Regions from separate parts of the Mus musculus genome. Here region 2 is linked to region 1. A link is a contact called in public HiChIP or PLAC-seq data. All regions are on one chromosome and are shown on one strand. The core of a region is the stretch at or near the end of the contact, and the rest is flanking DNA. Distances in the headings are between cores, read along the strand shown.

Region 1 (6,030 bases), core at 3,122-5,621:
AATCCTTCAACCTCCAGTATTTCCACCTCTTCTTTATTATCACGGGTATTCTAGTATTCCTACACTTGTACTCTGAGTTGGGTTGTGACATAGTAAGCTTTTATATGGCTTTTCAGATACCCTTCCTTTGGGTTAGCCCTTCCCCTGTATTACCACATTCCCCCCTGCTTAAGTCTTTCCATGCCCACTATTCTAATTCTCTGCTTTAGTTTTGATATAATCTATTGTCTGCACCTTAACTGTCCTTAGAAAGTTTTTTTTTTTCTGGGGGGGCGGGGATTAGGCTTTATCATGGAACAATGTTGAGGTGCAAATGAAGTGTCTAGCCTGTGCATTTGGGAGACATAATAAAATCAAATAACATTACCATCTGCAGCAATAACAATAGTAAAGCCCAGAATTCATTTGAAAGCAGTAGTTTTCCTTACCACTTGCCTGGAGTCAGAACTGCCACTGGTCAGTCTCTGTGGTGAGAAGTGGGGGTCAGTTTATTCATGTTCTCTTAGAGCATCTCCTTATATATTTTCAAACTGTGTATTTAAAACAAAACACAACAATCTTTGCATTGGAAGAGGTAGTGGGAGATGGAAAGGGAAGGTGGGCAGGAGAGTGCTTATAAATCAGTGAAGACTTTGTAGAATCTAGGTCTGTCTATGCCTGGCAGGCATTGACCTTACCTGTTCTTTCCTGGGGAATTTTTTTTATTAGATATTTTTTTCATTTACATTTCAAATGCTATCCCCTTTCTTAGTTTCCCCTCCAAAAATTCCCTATCCCTTCTCCCTCCCCCTGCTCCTCAACTCACCAACTCCTGCTTCCAGGCCTTGGCATTCCTCTATACTGGGGCATAGAACCTTTACAGGACAAAGGGCCTCTCCTGCCATTGATGACTGACTAGGTCATCCTCTGCTACCTATGCAGCTAGGGCCACAAGTTCCACCATGTGTTTTCTTTGATTGGTGGTTTAGTCCTAGGGAGCTCTGGGGGTACTGGTTAGTTCATATTGTTGTTCCTCTCTTGGGGCTGCAAACCCCTTCAGCTCTTTGGGTGCTTTCTCTAGCTCCTTAATTGGGGGCCCTGTACTCCGTCCAATGGATGACTGTGAGCATCCACTTCTGTATTTGCTAGGCACTGGCAGAGCCTCTCAGAAGACAGCTATATCAGGCTCTTGTCAGCAAGCTCTTGTTGGCATCTGCAATCATGTCTTGGGTTTGGTGGTGGTTTATGGGATGGACCCCCTGGGTGGGGCAGTCTCTGGATAGTCATTCCTTCAGTCTCTGCTCTGAACTTTGTCTCTGTAACTCCTTCCATGGGTATTTTGTTCCCTCCTGGGGAGTTTTTGTTATTTTGGAGTACTATGTCCCTATCCCATGCAGGGGTTCTCCTGATGTGGGCAAACATTATTCTACTTACTGAGTGTTGTAGACTCCTTTCCAGCTGCTAGGCATCTTCTAGCACCACCAGTCCCATTCAGCCAAGGATTTAGCTTCATATGGTCCTTTGACAGGGCCTAGCAGGTCTTTAAACCATTTACTTCTATGTGTGGTCCAGATCTAGTTTTGAGAAAAGCACTTCTATATTTTCTGCTTTGATGAACTCTGAGAGTGCAGGTTGTCTCCTATGCAGCAACCTCCCTTTACTCTGAATTTAGAACATCTGGCCAGCTACTCTCTAACCTCTCATATTTACCAGTGGGAGTAAGATTCCTGTCCACCATATCTCCTGAATATAGAGAAAACATCAAGCCCTTCAAAGATCCCGTTACAGCCACTTTCCTCAGGCTTGAGTTAAGGGAGGGAGAGGACAAAGATATGCAAAGTACTTACAGCTCTTTCCAGAAAACCCCTGTCTAACTCTCCACTTAGTTTTGGCTTCTTCCGCCTCCTTTATATGCCAGAGGTGGGTGGTCAGCAAAGAACCACAAAAGCAGTTTTCATCACCACCTTTGACAGTTCTTGCATGGTGGTCTTCCATTGTGTTTGGGATGTGTTATCTATTATCTTGGGACCTTGCATGAAATCTAGACTAATGTGGTTAAATTATAAAGTTATCTTTGCTTTTTTTTTTTTTTTTTTCAGGAAAAAGCACTGAGGCTGGTACTACTGTTTCTATTTAATGGGTGAAAAAAAAAACATGTTCAGAGAGGCTAAGAAGTAAACTCTAGGAATTATAATTGTAGTTAGAATTAAAAATCCTGCTTAATCAGATTCTCAAACTTCAGGGTTTCTTTTTGTTTTTGCTTTATAAAATCCTACTATACAGACTGACGATTTGCCCTTGCAATTGGTAGATGATATTCACAGGCTTATCACACAGCTGATTGTGGACATCAATACTCAGTCTGTGTGTTGGATGCTTATTGGATGCCTCAACCCCATGTGAGAAGGAGAAGAAAGCAGTCATGGGGGGCAGAGGAGGAAGGGATCTGGGTGGGAGAGGAGACAGGAAGAGGAAGGGGGAATATAATCAGGTAATGGGGGGTGGGAGTAGAGACAGGACTGAAGCCCTGAGGGCCAGCAGAAAGAATGGAAATGGGCAAACTTGGGAGGTAGGTGTATGTGGTAGGTATATCTAGAATATACTGGATACCTGGGAAGTGAAAAACTCTTAGGACTCAAATTGAGGGACCTTGGATGAGGTGCTCTACAGTGACAGTAGGGAGGGAAATTTATAGAATACCTTCAGTAGACAGGACATCAAGTGGAGGGATGGGGTTGCCATCCCACAGTCAAAAGCTCTGACCCAGAATTGTTCCTGTCTGAAGGAACTGCAGGGACAAAAATGGAGAAGAGCATGAGAGAAAGGAGGTTCAGTGACAGGTCCAAGTGGGGATCCAGTTCAAGTGGAGGCCCAGGGCCCTGATGAGGTTACTGATGCTGTGAAATACTTGCAGACAGGAGCCTAGCATGGCTCCCGTCAGAGACGCCCAACAAGCAGCTGAAAGAGTCAGATGCAGATACTAGCACCCAACCAATGGACAGAAGCTGGGGACTCCTATGGTTGAATTGGGGAAAAGCTAGAAGAAGCTGAGGAGGAAGATGGCCCCATGGGAAGACCAGCAGTCTCAAAGGACCCAGACCACAGGGTCAGCACTGAGCCACCAACCAGGCAACATACACAGCTGATATGAGGCCCCTGACACATAAACAGCAGAGGACTGCCTCTGCTGGTCTAACCTCAGTGAGAGAAGACACACCTAAAATTCAAGAGACTTGAGGCCCCAGGGAGTGGGGAGGCCTGGTGGGGTAGGGAAGGGAGGGTGAGGACATCCTCTTGGAGCTGGGGTGGGGAGCAGTCTGGGGGCAGACCGGGAGGGGGATGAAGTCTGGATGTAAAAGAGGATTAAAGAATAAAAATAAATACATTTTTAAAAAAAAGAACGTGTTTCTATTCAAGAACTCATTTGCTAGCATGCTGTCCAGCTCAAGAACCGTCCTCATGACCTGTGAATTGCTTTCGAAGAACCTAGCAACTAGAAGTGCTCCTTTGTGCTTGACCTCAGCACTGCCTCTACTCTCACTTTCTTTCCAAAGCTTTTATTTATTTATCTTCAGCTTTTGTTTTTCCATGCTGATTATTATATTGGATAGAGATCTTTATCATCACCAACAATACGCATTCTAAATTGGTGTATTTGTTTTGGGCATGTGCCTTTACCCTGTTCATCTCTGTGTTTGCCTCGATTCTTAGTAAATATTGTTTTGCAGTAGAGGTTAGTTGAATTGACTCATTGGCTGAGAAAAGTTAATTTGAGGGTAGGTTGGGCCCCAAGGGAGAGAATGAGAAGGGAAATGTGTACCTATAGGAGCTGTAACATCAGCCAACAATGGCTTATTCTCTCCATTCCCTGGGTGATCCTGCATGAGTCACTCTCTGTCAGCTTTAATTTTCTCCTTTGGCCAATGAGGTTGAGGGTCCCCATCCTGCCAGCCTCACCGGGAGTGTAAGATGAACCTCTGACAAGATCTTAGATGTGGAGAGAATTGACGAAGTATCAAACATGTGGGTTTGGTCTGGGAAAACAAAACTTATGAGTCAGCCTGGGTCCCTGCAGACAGTAAGCTGGGAGGACCCAGAGCCACCCAGTCAGTGTGAGTGGCAAACAGAGGTCTCTAATTTCTGGGATAAATTATCAACCAGGCAGAGGCGTCAGGGCTGTTGCTCTCTGTCTGGCCTCTTTGGCCATCTTGATCCTAACACATAAATCCCCTAGACTCCCCAGTCACTTCCAATCTTCATCAGTGCTTAGTTCTTAGCTTTGTCCCCCCTTTCTTTCCTGCTTGCTATTTTATAGGGCTGTAGGTCAGAGGGGCAGGATCCAGCTACAAATCTCACAAAACACTCTCTGCCTGGGACAGAGGGTGTGAGTTGTAGTGGTCTGAGGCAGGAAGCTCTGAGGCAGGGCTAGAAGAATTACCTTGGAATTACCTTCAGAAGACAGGATCTGGAACTTGCTATCTTGGTGTGCCCAGAACTGAGAAAGACCAAGAAGGAAGAAAGTGTGAAGAGCTTATTCGGAGTGATATGAGACTCATTTCTATCACATTGGTCTGGGTGCCAGTGACTAGGTTCACTAATGGCACCTTGTTTCATTTTCCTGTTCTTAATGAGGCTCCTAAGGTCATGGTGAGGCTCAACCAGAGTGTTCTAGACCAGTGTGTCTCTCTCTTCTATGACACATCTGGTATGTAGTTTCCTCCTCTCTTCATAACCCATGATTGAAGAATTTGTTACCTTCTCTTTATTATAACAATTTCTAACAGGAGATTTAGCAGATACTGGCTTATTCACCCTGAACCCTCAGCAGCAGTATTATTCTTGACTTGTTTGTGTTCATTAATGACAGGGCGGGGGATGAAGTCTTGTTCTTTGGTACATATTCCAGTTAAGAACTCATCCCTCACAGTGACTCTCATTGTACAGAGAAGGATCATGGAGTTTGGTAGCTTGCCTGTAGTCATGTGTAAATGAGGGGAGGAACAAGCAGTGCAAAGCCTGGACATCTTGTTAGGCCAGAGCTCAGCACCATCAGTGCTTACACAGTTCTATTCTGTGTCCTGGTATTTAGTTGTCACCTTGCTTTCACTGATCTGAACAGATACATCTGTTTATTCCGTGTCTCACTCCTCTAAGTCTTCAGATAGCTCAAATGAATCTCTGATCCAGGTCTTGTGAAGAGACTGGGGATACTGAGATGAGGAGTGTAGCCTAGTGGGGCCACGGCATTGGAATGGAATGTTCTAGGACGGTGCTTTAAGTGTGAAAGAGAAGCACACTCTGTCTTATGAGTAGTTGGAGCAGGACTCCTAATGGAGGGGGAGTGACTGAAGAAGCAGGAAAGGCATTGTAGCTAGGGAACAGATATGGAGACCGAAAGGGCTTGTGAGATATAGGATAGTGAAGGATCCAGTGGGGTTTACAAAGAAAAGAGAGCGTTTGACTGTGAGAGTCACAATGAGGTTGTAACATATGAGAAGACTAAACTGATAATTGGTTTTATACTGGATAGGCTCTTCTCAAAAAAAAGGCCTGCTTGTCCCCCACATTGGCTTCTGAATTTGCATGAATGCCCAGTAAAACCAGATGGTTGGATAATGGTGGACTTGCTCAAACTTATCTCTACAACACTGCAGCTCTTTCCATCAAGGGCTCAGCCCTGCTGCACTGAGAACACTCTCTTCCACCTTCAGTTTTTTCCAAGCTAAGATTTCGATGCTTCTGGCTACAGATGGAGATCTTGGCTCTGGGATGTGTTCAGCTCAGAATTTCTGTAAGCCCTCATGAGCTTCTTATAAAATCTGAGGTGTGGGCCAGGCTCCAGTTTCTAAACACTTGTCTAAATCACTTCCATGGCTTTAAGGCCTATTACACCTTCCCACCTCTCACCACATCCAGAGTACTTTGTAGCTAAGCTGGGAAGAATCAAACAACCCAAATGGCAACCCTGATAGATATAGGGTTTGCCTGCAAGAGGTGAGAGAGCTCACCCTTAACCCTGGGAGGAGAACTACTCAAATGTATAGCTGTAAA
Region 2 (6,576 bases), core at 2,766-5,265, 330 kb before region 1:
TTCTCTTTCTACCATTTGAGTCCTGGGGATTGAACTCAAATCTTCAAGTTTGGCAGCAAACCTCTTTACACACTTAATCATATTGCCGGCCCAGCCCCACCATTAAATTACTTTGAAAACGCTACTTAATTTCTTGGTCTCTGTTTCTAGATCTGATAATTGGAATTATAACAGTTCCTACTTCTTGGCAGCAGAAACAGGAAGCAGCAGGCTGACCACATCTCATTTGCATACAGGAAGCAGCAAAGACAGAGCAGGAAGTAGGGCAAGGCTAGAAACAAGTGGTTTTCAAACTTTTCTAACGCTGTGACCCTTTAATACAGTTTCTCATGTAAACACCTCTTCCCCGTGATAAAATTATTTTATTGCTACATCATAACTATAATTTTGCTACTGCTACAAATTTTAATGCAAATATTTGATATGCAGGATAAACTCTCAAAATCCTCCCAAAAGTGATGTTGTTCTTCTAGCAAGGTTTCATCCTTTAAAGGTTCCACTTCCCCAAACAGCACTACCAACTGGGGAATCAAGTGTTCAAATATATGTACCCATGGGGGACATTTCTCATTCAAACCACCAGTGCCTGTTATAGTAAAGGAAGGTAATAGGTTAAAAAAGAAAGATAGGAAGAAAAGAGAAAAACTTCAGATGACAAACTTAGTGAATCTTTCACATCAATCCACCTCTATCTTCCATGTTTGCTTTCCCATTTCTATCACATTGTTGCTTCTTTCATGAATGTTCTAGAAAGAATTGTGACCTCAGTCATTCAACAGATATTTACAGAACACTTCTGGATGCTAGGTGTGACCAGATGCAGAGACTGCTTACACAAAGAGGAACTCTGGGTTCAGCTAGTATTGAATCATGGGCCCTTCCATCTTCTCGCAAGGAGACTCCCTCCCAGGAGCCAGGAGGACCTGTGCTTGCTGGCAGGCAGAACAGATGCTATGGGCTTGAAACACTGGGATGTCCACTTTGCTCTGCTCTCGCTGCAGCCAGGCATGCTGAGCCTTGGTCACATTAGAGTCCTGGCTCTGCCAGTTTGGAGCCAGGCCACTTGTTCTTGGATAGACTCCCTTAATCTTATAAACCCTGGCTTCCTTACAAGTAAAACTAGGGTATAATGCCTGCCCTGCTTCAATGCCCGAGTTTCTGTGAGAGGAGATACTGGCGATACAAGGGAGACAAGAGCCCATGCCTCCCCTCCTCACCATCTGAGGGAAGGAAGCAAACACGCCAAGCTGTGTACTTTCATTCTCTACATGATTCTCCCACTCAGGATGCCTTTCTTCAGGCAAATTGTAACCCATACAGTTTGGTGAGAAAAGCTCCCTAAGTTCCCTAGGTCCCTATAGGTGTGGTGGGGAGCAGGACTCCTGGTCAGTCCTGGACTGTGACTTAACTCTCTCTTTCCAGGCTGGAGAGAATCCATCGTGGACCTCAGGCTGTTAGAGCTGAGCTTGGGCCAGGGATGTGCAGTGGGTCTTGGTTGGAAGATATGTGTAACCCCCCCTCCACTCCCACACATAAGACATCCAGGCATAGAGCTCATGGGAACTGCTGCAGGGCAGGGCTGGAGTTTCACTTTTGGCCTAGCTTAGATGGAGAGTGACAGGGCTGGGGGCTGCCTGACAGTTCAAAGAAGATATGTGACTCGGAGGTCAAAGTTCAGCAGAGAAGTCATTCTCTAGCCTCCTCAACTGGGAAAAATGTGTTCAAGCTGTTGCCCCTCCTGAGGTCTGCCCTGTCTTTCTGTTCCCTCCCCTGGCTCCTCGCACTTTTGGGTGGGGGCGGGGTTCTTCTGGGTCTCACTCACATGGCCTGGATCCATCCATCTTTATGCAAGAAGTTCCTGGGCTCTCGTCGCACTGAGCCTTCCTGAAGGTCAGGCTCTGGTGAAGCTGAGGTGGATAAGTTCACAGACTGGATGGAAGAAAGAGACAGAGCAGACCCTGTTGATCCAGCTGGATCTAAGCTCAGAGGATGAGAGCTTCTGTTTATCTAGTGTTCCTTATGAGCCACAGGTTGTGATGCATCACGTCACTGGACCAGCACCGTATATACGAAGCCAGTAGCTCCTATGCCATTTGGCAGCTAGAGAGCTATGAGTCACTCGGAGGGTATCTGCCTACAAGAAGCTGGTCTGGAAGCTCCAAGGCCTTATCCATTCTACCATGTGCCTTTCTCCAGAGTGGGGAGAGCTGCTCCACGAAGCTTGGAGCAGTGAGGGGTGTGTGTGGCTAGTGGTCCTCCTGGAGCACTTTGTCCTCGCTGGGCACCATGGAGCAGGCATGGGCTGGAGAGAGATTTGTCTTAAATCTGGGAGCTCAGCAGCAGCGCTTTCTCTTAGGCTCTGCCCTGTGTTCCATCTGCAGCCTTCACCTCTGCTGGCTTGATCTTGTCTTTGTTGCTAGCCCGTGGCTTCCCACTCTGCACTGTGCTTTGGCTTCAGCTGCCACTACTGAAAAGTCCATCTATTCTAAGCCATAAACCACTGAGCACCTGACCTCTTTAACTGTGTCTTAAAGAGACTCAAACAGAACCTGGTTCCAGGGCATCTAGCCAGCACCCTATATAAAGACAGCGAACCTCATATTTCTTTGGATATCCCTTCTCTGCAACCATTGCAGGAAAACCATTGCAGAAGACATCAATACTGTTAGGTCATCTGCTGTGACAATATGTCTACAGATATTCTTTTAGGTCCCTAGGAATTAGTATATGACCCTTCCTACTCAAACTGTTACCTCTTTTGCTCAGAGCTCAGCGGTCTGCCAGACTTTCCTGTTGATGGGAGTCTGGGCCATGGCAGAACCAGGATTTTGTCTAAGTAGCTAATAAGGCACTCAGCTTCTAGTGGGGAGACTGGCTGGGGAATCTTTCCTATCTCTATCACATTCCGATGACTGCCTTCTAGAACACAGCCTCCTGCAGCTTGCCAAGAAGCTGGCACTTCACATTGCCTGTTGCCCAAGGTCGCAGCCTCAGGCCAGCAAGGTGCAAGGAAGGGACCTGGTACAAGCAGCACGGTTTGAACCCCACTCCCTTCACTGGTCGGCTTTCATTGTTTTGCCAACTCGTTCCCTTCTCCGAGTCTCCATTTCCTCATTTGCACAAAGTGGAGAGAAGAGTAAATATGAGAATTAATGTGACAGCTTCGAAACACTGGCACTTTGGGGGCACTCATTAAATATGCAAAGTGGCAACTGTGCTCAATCTGAGGTGGAGCTGACAGATGAAACTGCCAGGAAACCTGGCTCTGAGCTGTCGATTTGTGGCACAAAGCTGCCTAGGTTACAGAGAGACGCTCAACAGGGCCCAGGGGATACTTTCCAGCCTGGAGCTGCTGCAGAACCAGACTCATCATTTCTGAACAGCCATACCCTTTCACACGCAGCCTCCAGTTACTCCCACAGCCCAGGCACTCACAACTACACGTGTGAACACGTCCCTGTCGGGCTAGGGTAGGGTCGTCAGGTTCTAAGGAATGAGATCTAGGCTGGATAGAGAGGGGTGGCAGTCAGAAAAGTAGCATCCAGGCCTCTTGGTTCCCAGACAGGCTAGCTCCAGAGTTCCAGGCAGCCCCTCTAGATGATCAGGACCAGGCTGGAGGGACACACGGACGGACACACACACACACACACACACACACACACACACCGCAGACCATACATTCCAACAGGTGCACAGAAGCCAAGGTACAGGCCCAGTACACACCAAACAATCAGACAAGTACCACAAGAGCCCAGCAAGTGACCCACAGGGAGCCAGACCAGGGTGCTCACATTTCTAAAGCATGCCTGCTCAGCCTTCCCTGTCTGTGTCTGCAGCGACAAGCTCCATTCTCTCTGCATCCTCCCCACCAAGCCGCTTGAGCTTAACCTGGGCATGTGGGCCGCCGCCGGTCCTGGGGCCATTATGCGGCCGCATGGCCTGCCTCGCAGGGGCGCAGAGCAAACTTAACCTTCATTTGGGAGCGCCCAGCGGCCAGAGCGCGCGGCGCAGCCATCGATCGCTGCTAATGGCCTCGTCTAAATGCGGAGCCGTTGCCTCCGCCCCCGGGTCAGGGCGCCCCCGCCCTAGCCCTGAGCTCGGTGCAAAATGGTGTTTACAAAAGTCAATATTGGCCACAGTGCTGCCCAGGCATGGAAGAGCCCCGCTGGGTGCCCCAGCACAAGGCCCTCTCCTGCTGTCCCAACTGACCCTAGTCCTGAATAGTCACCTGAAGGCCAGACATCCAACAGGCCTTGGCCAAGGTCGCAGAAGACTATCAATTGCCCGCATCCTTTCTGTTTAGTACTGTACCTAGGTATGTCTTGACTTCAGGCCCCAGCTCTTTAATGGGTCAGATCCTTTCTCTGCAAGGTCCCAGAGTGTCATTTTAAAATCCGTTTCCCAAGAATAGTTGAAGGATGGTCTTAGAGATATAATAGCCAGGAACTCCTAAAACAGACTCTCACTCTTCCTTACCTGGTTTCCTTCAGCTGGGCTAGCCTCTGCTCGGCTCAGCTTATCTAGGACAAAGCACCGTCTCTGGAAGGTTCACACCTGAATCTTGGTCTCTGCACTGAATGGCCTGGGTGTGACACTCGAACTTTTCTAAGCTCAGCATCACATGGAGGTGGGGGTCAGACACTAGGTAGCTGGACAATGGATCACCTGCTGGGGAAGCCTTCAACATGCTGACCCCAAAGCCTAGGCCAGGCCTCAGCCTGGAGCCCAGTGTTAAAACTGCACACATAGAGATCACACACCATTTAGGGTCTCCTTTTATTTTGCATTGCTAGTTTCGAGTTTTCAGGAAAACATAATAATTGCAACAGTTTCTCCCTATGCCTCTGATCTCTGGTCCCCTAAGAGGAAAGAATTAAAAGAGCAGGAGGAGGGGAGAAGGACTGGCCCCAGTGCTGTTCCTGGATCCCGCAGGGCTGGCAGACCAGCAACCAGAGCCTGCCCTCTGGTGGCCATGGCTATGCTGACAGCCCTGCTCCTGGATTTTTGGGCTTGCAGAACACATTTCAGGCACACTCCTATGTGGCAGCATATTTTAGATGGTCTTTTATTTGAGACATTATATTCGTTGAGTGTTTGAACACTAACAACCTCATTCAACTTCAGAGAGATTTCTCCGTGTCAGTCATAACAGCAGCCCCTGTGTGAGCTGTTTCTTCTCTTTCTCTCCAACACCTCATCCCACTGTGCTGATCTTTATTTTCATTATATACTGTGATTTTTCCTAAGTCACATTCTAATGAGCACTGGGTGGAAACTTGAATCCAGGCCTCCACGCTCTAGGTCTGTGCCTGCAACCATTGCACCCTTTCTACTCTAGAATCCGGAGATGGTTCAGACAGTGTGACTTGAGCAGCCTAGATTAGTCATGTCTGGAGAATCAACGTTTTAGAATCAGTGAACCCTGAGAAGAAGGTATTTTAGATGTGAGGACTCAGGAATCATAGAGAAGGGCTTGCTGCGGGGATGGTGCAGAGGGTGGTTCCTGGTTTTGCCATTTGAAGACAGACAGTATAAGGCCTGGCTAGGTGGTGCTACAGGGTGGGAAACTCAGGACAGCCTCCGGTCTCCTGACCTGCGGTTCTTTCCATGTGTGTTTCTCAATCAAAGCTTCTCCAATCACGCTCTTTTTACAGCCATCGCAATAAAGCTGTGGACTTTTGTTCCAGAACAGCACATAAAATATCCCATTATTTGCTTCCTAGCCTGAGCTTCTGTTTTACGTTTTGAGTCTAAAGTGTAAGCCTCATAAAAGGTAATCATCTAAGGCCTGTTCAAAGAGAAGCCATAAATTGCCCATTTAGCCCAATCAGCCTTTATTGTGCTCCTATGGGTACCCGAGGAGGACAACCTGGGTCCCGGGGAGAGGAAGGGGGAGCAGAAACCCCAGCTCCAGTTTCCGAGCTTCTTAACTCTCTTTAAGGGAAGAGTGCCAAGGTGTAGAGTTGATCCAAGGGACAGAAATGACATAGGAAACATCACCACTGTGCCATCCGTGTTTAGCTGCAGAGTGGGGGTGGGGGAGGGGGAGGCCAGTGGGAGCTGGGAAAGAATGAAAGCAAAGAAGGCAGGATTTGCTGTTATTATTATTGCTATTAATTGCTCAGTAATGACTATGCCCTAGGCCCTGTGCTAGGTATGGGAAGTATCTTATTGTACAGCATTCTTGCCGTGCCTTTTGGTGGGCAAACATAAGCTCAGGGAGGCAAGATGTTTACCCAAGTTCATGTAGTCAGCAATCCCAGAACTGTGATCAGACGGAGTTTTACTTGATGTGGAAGTGTTTAACAAATGTTTCCTGCCACACCGCTTTGGGGGTTGGTCTTAAATGATTGGAGTGACTTACAAATGTAGGCCACAGGGTGTCTGCAATATGCAGGGCTGGAGGGCAGCAGACAAAAAGGCTCTGGTGGTTCATGCATGCTCACCCTGTTAACTCTAACATGGGGAACCTATGTGCCTCCAAATTGACCCTGCCCAGGTCTTCTCCTGCACCCAGTGACCCAGAATTCAGCTCTGTGTTTAGGCTGTGTAGGGATGGGACTGGGATACCCTAGC

Evidence for each region. HiChIP or PLAC-seq counts read pairs in DNA pulled down with a chosen protein or histone mark.
Region 2: an H3K4me3 HiChIP or PLAC-seq map of neural tube shows a contact between it and region 1, with 5 times the contacts expected there. The contact joins two enhancer-like sites. A contact is called at or near these places in 3 of 15 datasets of contacts at CTCF or cohesin (the NIH/3T3 cell line and stem cell-derived epiblast-like cells), 4 of 484 Hi-C or Micro-C datasets (the F1.1 cell line, LSK cells, embryonic fibroblasts and 1 more) and 5 of 115 datasets of contacts at active chromatin or transcription factors (embryonic basal ganglia, embryonic limb bud, embryonic stem cells and 2 more).

Annotation. Positions count from the first base shown.
Region 1 is chr4:114,319,997-114,326,026 of GRCm38.p6, reverse strand. No RefSeq gene overlaps it. Among named protein-coding and RNA genes, the nearest start is that of Gm40228, 24 kb to the left of the region's middle. Within about 2 kb of position 4,371, at least 13 of the 459 cell types and tissues checked have an H3K27ac peak or open chromatin away from gene starts, as enhancers often do. A contact at or near this core is called in neural tube, where this site is marked.
Region 2 is chr4:114,646,275-114,652,850 of GRCm38.p6, reverse strand. All of the region lies in intron 1 of Gm33655 (a long non-coding RNA gene), which reads left to right. Among named protein-coding and RNA genes, the nearest start is that of Gm12829, 31 kb to the left of the region's middle. Within about 2 kb of position 4,015, at least 38 of the 459 cell types and tissues checked have an H3K27ac peak or open chromatin away from gene starts, as enhancers often do. A contact at or near this core is called in neural tube, where this site is marked.